Linked DNA regions of Capsicum annuum: region 2 is linked to region 1. The links are chromatin contacts, called in public Hi-C maps. All regions are on one chromosome and are shown on one strand. Each heading gives the region's core, a stretch centred on a gene start, on an enhancer-like site or on the middle of the called end of the contact. The rest is flanking DNA. Distances are from core to core; before and after follow the strand shown.

What was found. Hi-C and Micro-C count contacts between places; a contact is called where the count stands out from the background.
Region 2: a contact with region 1 is called in a Hi-C map of leaf, with 3 times the contacts expected there. The contact joins the enhancer-like site here to the promoter of LOC107873278 in region 1. A contact is called at or near these places in 2 of 5 Hi-C or Micro-C datasets (leaf and pericarp).

The regions. Positions count from the first base shown.
Region 1 is chr6:80,248,606-80,252,460 of UCD10Xv1.1, reverse strand. It overlaps LOC107873278 (anaphase-promoting complex subunit 1), which reads right to left and starts at 1,900. Exons shown (of 37, transcript XM_016720054.2): 1 at 1,532-1,900; 2 at 1,235-1,298; 3 at 553-637. The coding sequence starts at 1,758.
Region 2 is chr6:80,372,114-80,375,968 of UCD10Xv1.1, reverse strand. LOC107873278 (anaphase-promoting complex subunit 1) reads right to left here. Exons shown (of 37, transcript XM_016720054.2): 36 at 3,138-3,236; 37 at 1,478-1,973. The coding sequence ends at 1,590. Among protein-coding and RNA genes, the nearest start is that of LOC107873278, 120 kb to the right of the region's middle. Within about 2 kb of position 1,923, at least 4 of the 5 cell types and tissues checked have an H3K27ac peak or open chromatin away from gene starts, as enhancers often do. A contact at or near this core is called in leaf, where this site is marked.

The DNA of each region.
Region 1 (3,855 bases), core at 651-3,150:
TCTGATGCACTAAACTCCACTTCCAGATACAGTTCTAAACCAACTTTGTGTATAATCCTGTTAACACATCCCAAAGAGGTGGCTGTAAGGGAGCCACCACCAATTTGTTTCATTGTGTTTCAATTATGACCCATAAAGGAAGGCAGGCCTATCAACTCCGATCACAAAATCTCGCATTGGTACACATGTAAAAGCATATGGTATTTGAACATGATGAGAACTTCAAAAGGGAGCACGTCAATCAATTCCCTTAATGAAGCACATCAATCTAGACGCTTATCGACACTAGGTGTTCAATAAATTTCGAATGTTAATTTTTCAATGCCAAAGTTCTACGGATATCCTTAAATAAAAAGCAAAAAAAGGAAGAAAGGAAAACAAGGAAATGGTGAAAGGTTTTCCATGGACAAGTAAATCAACTTTATCTTTTATGGGACAAGTAAATCAACTTTTTCATTCAAAGGAATATCTATATATACAATGAGACTGCTTAATATGTGGAAAGAAGCTCCACTAAAATAGAATATGCAGCAGTAAAACTGGTTCAATCACCTGATGTATCATAAATTGACAAACTATCACACTGTAGAATGCACAGAACAGTGTCTGAAGTATCGCCCATCTGGCACCAGCATGCCTAAAATACCATTTAAAGTTAATTATACATCCACCTAGAAAATTGGAAAGAATGCACGTGACAAATGATTTAGACGAAGTAATGAATGAAACTTCATCAAAAGATAAGTAATTAATGAAAATCGTAAATCAAGTTCCATATATGTGAGACATGCCATAAGCTAAGCACAACACCAAAATGGAGGGGAGGACCTGCCAGAGAAAGAAATGAACGAGAATAAAATTGGAGAATTCTACAAGGGCATGTAAATTTGTGTGGAACCACATATCAGCCATACAGAAGAGCTGCAAATGTTAATTAGAACCCAAACAGCACAGATTCATCTCAACAGTCCAAGCAAGTCAGGCATTCGCATATTTATTGTGCATTGACAATGTATTTGAAGTAAGAATATTAATAGTTGCAGATGAGATGGATACATCTTCATTCAGATGGCTCAAAATTTATTTTCAGTTAAGTCAGCCATGACTTGAGCTAGCTTTGCTGATTCACCGAGCAATAAGTGTTACTTACACTCAGCTAAGACAGAACTAACTTGTAAGCTACGTTCATGTGTATGCTTAATGGTAGAGTGAGTTTTTATAATTGCAGAGTTACCTTTATCACTGCGGAGGGTAATGTGAACCTCTTATAGACTCGCAAACCAATGCTCCATATTATCCTGTAATCATGTTATGGAATACAAGTAAGCCAAATTTACATTTTGATATTCGCATAAGAAGAAATTGGGAACTTTGACTATCTTGATGGCAAATTGGTAAACTTGAACAGCAATTGTTTTGAAGGGAAAAGATTGAGATATTTGCAATTTTCTTTAGTCCAGTTCTGTAAATATGTGACTAAGAAAGAGAAAAACTGAAATTCTTAAGGGATATTTTCTTCGTAAAAAAATACCTATTCCCTCTTATAAAAAGCTCATGATCGCTCCAGTCACTTGATGGCGATGGAAGATCGAGCTCATCCGCTTCATCTCTTTGTTTGGTCACTTGTGGACTGAACAGGAAGTAACGATAATCAGCGACGCAAGTATCAGAGGGTTTGCCATCAAGAGCTTCCGCAATCAAGCCAAAGGGCTTGAATTCACCCAGAACAGTAAGTTCACGAGCACCAACAGAACCCATTTTTCTTGGGAACGAATGGAGATTATTCTCCCTTGGCTCTCTCCCGCTCTTTTTCTTTTCTTTTTTTTTTTATATATATATTTCGCGACTGAGTAAGCATAGCCGACTCATAAACCCTAAATCTTAACCCCCGACTCACTTTCATGGCGCCATTTTTAAACTTGGAAAAAGGATCAAAAATACTTATCACTATTACTTATTTTATTTGGTTAATTTTATCCTTTGTTATATTATGGGTCAGTTTTACCCTGATATTAGTGAAGTTAATAAGTAGCCCTTTGGCTATGAAAAATTTTTATTTTTTTGAAAAAATTATTTCACTTTAGTGAAAAAAGTGAAAATTGTATGTATTTGGCCATGAGATTCCAAATACCATTCAGGAATTGTATTTGGAAAAGTGAAAACAAGTTTTATTTATTTTCACTCATAATTCTCTCACAAAATTTCAAAAAATAATTTTAATTTATATTCATGGTCAAACACAACTCCAACTCCAAAAAATTATAATTTTTATGGCCAAATGGGGCCTAAATATACCTTTCAATTTAACAAATTTCTCCAAATGAATTAAAATTAACCAATTTTTTAAAAATAACTCGAACCACTCTTTAACCCAATCTTATCCGTATAATTAAACTAACCCACAAAAACATACCCAATCCCCATCCCCCCTCCTTCAATCGGTGATCACGGTATGAAGTAACAAAAACAACACAAACCTTTGGTATATCATCAAGCTTGGGTTTTAACGATAGATAATTTAACCTGTCATCATATGGTGTCAGTGGAAGACGCACTAGCACTCATATGAAAAGAAAAAATAAGGAAATAAGAAACGGAGAAATGGAATAAAAAAAATAAGGTTTTTAGATATTGGAGCAAGTTTGGTCGTCTTCTTCCTTCGACCTATGAATGGAAGCCACCATTGATAGAGCTTCAATGACTAAAAATGAGAGCAAAATTTTTTATTTCATTAGCTTGTAGGAAGGGTTGAGTACTGATTCAATAGTTGTTGATCATTTCTAGGCTTAAAAGTATCTAAAGTACAAAGGAGTTCAAAGATTGCTATTGTTGATTAATTCGAATGACAAGACAATATTAGTCAAAAACTAAGTTGTGGTGTTTTTTTTGTTGTTGTTGATTTAGAGATCAGTTGTGCATAACAATACTAGTCTCATTTGCCTGAACGAATTGAAACACCATTGAAAACCATTTAGACTCCACTAAATATTTGAACCTTAAATTTCGATTTTTCGCAAACAAATTTCATTTTAAGTTGGTATTTTTCAAAAGATTAAAAACATCTTGTGAAATCATATATTAAATGATAATTTAATAAATGATTAATTAATTTAGTAAATGATTAATTGGGTTTGGAGTAAAATTTCAGTTGTTGATTGAAGGAAGAAGTCCACCATAGCCTGGTTTAGATTTTATTTTAGTGGTTTGGGTCGGGTTAATGAATGGTTCGGATTATCTTATAGAAATTGAATAATTTTAATCTATTTGGGGGAATCTATCAAATTGAGGGACATATTTGTTGACTTCACTGCCATCTAGGGGTAAAATTAGCGTCATAGTACAACAAAGGGTAAAGTTAATCAATAAATATATGTAGAAGGGTACTTTTGATCATTTTTCCTTTAATTTTTAATGTTGATTTTAAGGAAAGATGTATTTTCCTTTTTTTTGTTAGTAACTAGTTTAGTGTACATGTTTTATACATGTGCCTCATATTAATCAGTAAAATTATATAAGGAGAACAAAATTATTTTTAAAATAACAATTAACATTGAAATAAATGTTATATCAATCTAAATGGTAAGAATTTTCATATATAAAGGTTAAAAAGTTATTTTAAAAGAAAAATATGAACCTTTTTCTTTAGTATTTTTAATCTAAGAGTTATTTATTTATTTTATTTACCATAATTTAAGTAAGGCCTATACAGGGTAAAATTATTGATTTTAAAGTTTTAATGCTAGTACTTTTAATATAGTCTAAATAAGGAAAAATTTTAAAAGCAATTTTTTGTCAATTTTACAATATAAACCATAAATATTAGGAATTCTAATGTATATTACAAATAAGTAAAGA
Region 2 (3,855 bases), core at 674-3,173, 120 kb before region 1:
CCAACAACATTTATGGACCTCATGAGTCGAGTATTCTGTCAGTTCTTGGATTTGTTCGTAATTGTATTTATAGTGATATCTTGATGTATTCCAAGAGTGAGGCAAATCATGCCGATCACCTCCGCCTTATGTTGCAAACCTTAAAAGATCAACGGTTGTATGCGAAATTCACAAAGTGTGAGCTCTGGTTGAATGTTGTGACCTCTCTAGGTCATGTTGTTTCTAGTGAAGGGATCATGGTGGATCCACAGAAAGTTGCAGTGGTGAAGAAGTGGCCTAAACCTACAACTACAACCGACATTTGAAGCTTCTTGGGTTTAGCCGATTATTATAGAAGGTTTATGGAAAGTTTCTATTCTATTATTACCTCATTGACTAAGTTGACTCAGAAGAAGGTGAAGTTTTTATGGTCTGATGTTTGTGAGGATAGTTTTGAGAAGTTGAAGAATAAATTGACTTCGGCTCCTATCTTGACTTTACTTAAAGATACTAATGGTTTTGTTGTTTATTGTGATGTGTCTCAGGTGGGATTGAATTACGTGTTCATGCACCATAACAAAGTGGTTGTATATGATTATGAGGATGATAAAAGGGTGATTCAAATTCAGTTTGGAGGTGGGGGGGGGGGGGGGGGGGGGATGACATGCTAGCACTGATCAAGAAAGGTGTATGCTTGATTGTCTAATCATATGCTTGTGAGACAAGACATGAGTGAAACAAAGTCAAATAACCTAGCTCGTAGAACTCGAACTAAAATTAGACAGATGAGGGGTCGTGGATGGCTAAAGGTTAGAAAATCTCATAAAAGAACTTAACAAGTGAATGACGAAAGTTGTGCGTTAAATTTGTTTGGCAAGAAAGAAACTAGAGATTAAGAGAAACAAGGAAAACAAATGAAGGTGAATAAGGTGGAAATGTTGAAAGACTTGGGAATGTAAGTGATTACGTCTAGGGAGGTTTTATAGTCACTTGATCCATACATTACTTCCCGCACCTTAACCTTCATCTGCACCTCAAACTTGGTAAGTCTACATTAGTGACGAACAACATAAACGGCATGTCTATGATTCTAGCTGTTGTACTTGAATTTCTTTGTGAGAGTGAGCGAAAATTCTTTCAATATTTGTGCTCCTTTGAAATTAAAATGTCTTGTATGAGTGGAGTTAACTTTTGCATGTGAATGTCATCAATGCCTTGGAGTGAATGGTGATGTCTCTCTCCCAACTAGGATAAACAAGCAGAGATAAGTTGCACAGTGAAATTGAGAGAAACTTTGAGGATTTTGCGTCACAACTTGAGAAGCAACTTTTATGCAAAATTTTTATTTAGATACTATCTTCATCCTTGCGTCGTTGAAATGCTCATCCTGAAAAAACTTTGATTTACTTGTTGTCATTTCAGTAGAAATGGATAAGATATATTTAAAAAAAAAAAAAAAAAAAAATTAAAAACAAACAAACAGTGAGGAGGGGCTGTATATCCTACCAAAAATACCTCAATTACCGTCCCCCAACTCAATACTATCATTACAAATTAATAATTAAGAATATATACTTACAACAACAAAATTTAGAGAGGATATTCCAATATCATCCCCGGGAGCAAAATGCTACTCTGTTGATCTCACAGAGGGCAGTAACATCAGTCCTAGGGAACACCAAATGTAAAAGAGGGACTGAAGAGGGTGTGATAACTGCGTTGATTTTGTCGAAAGCTCTTTTAACTTCGAATGGTGATGGCACATTATACCATTGTACATACCAAGAAAGAAGAGTAGAGGCTCTTCTCCCACAATCTTCAGTTGGCCATCTTCCAGACTTGATGTACGTAGAAAAGTCCTGAAATTCCAGAGATGAACTAAGGATCTTCTCCACCCACTTCTTTACTGAACCAAGAAAAGTTGATTGCACGATTCCCTCCTTTGAACTTGTAGATCTTTTACTAAGCAAACCATTATTGTAGGCCAGTGCTATCTGTACAGGCACAATGGAATACAATAATCCATTAAAGATGGATATCAAGGATATTAATAAAAAAGGTAATATGCAGCTTAGAAGGAAAGTCCTCAGCATCAGTAAAGCATAAGTGCAATCAGGAGACCAGATCAAGAAGCATTCACTTTTAACGGTACAATTGTTAAAATTGGTGTTGGGCCTAACTCACACCCCAAAAGCTAGCTCATGAGGAGGATGATTGCCCAAGTCTTATAAAGAGACCACCCATCTTATTAACAACAAATGTGGGACTTTCTTTTCAATCTTTTAACACCCCACCTCACGGCCCAGACCTCAACTGGGATATCAATTCGGGGGTCCAACATTGGGTGAGAATGGGCCTTGCTCTGATACCATGTTAAAATAGGTCTTGGGCCTAACTCACACCTCAAAAGTTAGCTCATGAGGAGGAGGATTGTCCAAACCTATAAAGAGACCACCCATCTCATTAACCACCAATGTGGGCTTTTCAATCTTTTAACAACAATCTAATTGCCACAATAAAATCTTCTCTGAGTGACTTGTGTTGGATAAGTTTTACAGTACTTCACAGGGATGAACTGATAAACTTGAAGAACATATGAGGTCTTTACAGTGTTGGAAATGCTAATGGTCATTGACCAATGGTACGATATAAACTTGCCAAAATAGGCTCACCTGTCTTTTTAGGAAAGAAGAACATAATCATCCGTCTTTTTGACTTTTCATAAAGAGGAAATAATGAAGTTAAAGATGGTATTAGGGCTTTATGGTTAGAAATATTTATTATTCATTAATGGTTATCATGTTTTGGTACCAAATCTAAGCCCACATACTCTGCAACTCGCAAATAAATGACTTCACGCATGTAACCAAACAATTTGTCTTCTGAATCTTATTCAGAGTGTACAGAAATCTCAAAGATCTGCCATTATTATACTTTCATCTGCTTAGCAAATGGAAAAAGAATTGGCCCATACAAAAAGTTGAACGTACATAAAGAAATCCTTCTGATAGTGATCATATTAACTTTAAAAATTTACGAAGATAGCAAGCCCACACACTAAGCAGGTAGTTAAAAGAGAATTTTGAATCTGAAACAAGATCACTTTTAAAAAAATCCATAGATTCGGCCAGCTAATCAAGTACAAAACAAACAGATACCTTCAGACTTGAGATGAAGAGTGTGTCCTGTAAATTGCTGGAACTACTAGTAACCCGATCAACCATGGAACCAATAGTTGTATATAGCGACAGATAAACCTGCAGATTTTCCAAATGTTAAATGACTGCCTCCAAATACTAATATTAGCTTCTGAACAAGGAGAACAAGTAACACAATCTTCATAAGAAACAACTAAAGACCCTAAGTTTTAAACGTCAATTACGACTAATCACGACCCTAGCAGATTGATTAAGGTATCCCCAAGGTGTAAACAGAATCACATGAAGGTGGTGAATTACTGGCGACATGATAATATACCAGTGTTATGATTTGGAAGTGGTTTAGGCTGATAAAAGAGCAAGGAACGAGATGTGAAGTTAAAAAGAAGAACATGATATAGGGCCTCCATAAATGTGGTGCTCCTTCCGTTTCAATTCATGTGAACCTATTTGAGTCGGCACAAAATATAAGGGAAAAAAGCCAAGACTTTTGGAGCTTCTGGTCTTAAACACGCCAAAACATGTGTGGCTATATGACTTTTGAAAGTGTGGTCCTAAACATGCCATAGCTTTTGTGTGGCTATAAAAGTTTCTCATTTAGGAAAAAATGAAAAGTTTCAATTAAATTGTTTCCAAATTTAGAAAAGGACCATGTTTTTTTAGGCACACTAAAAGGGAAATAGGTTACTGAACTGAAACAGAAGTAGTGAGAGGGACA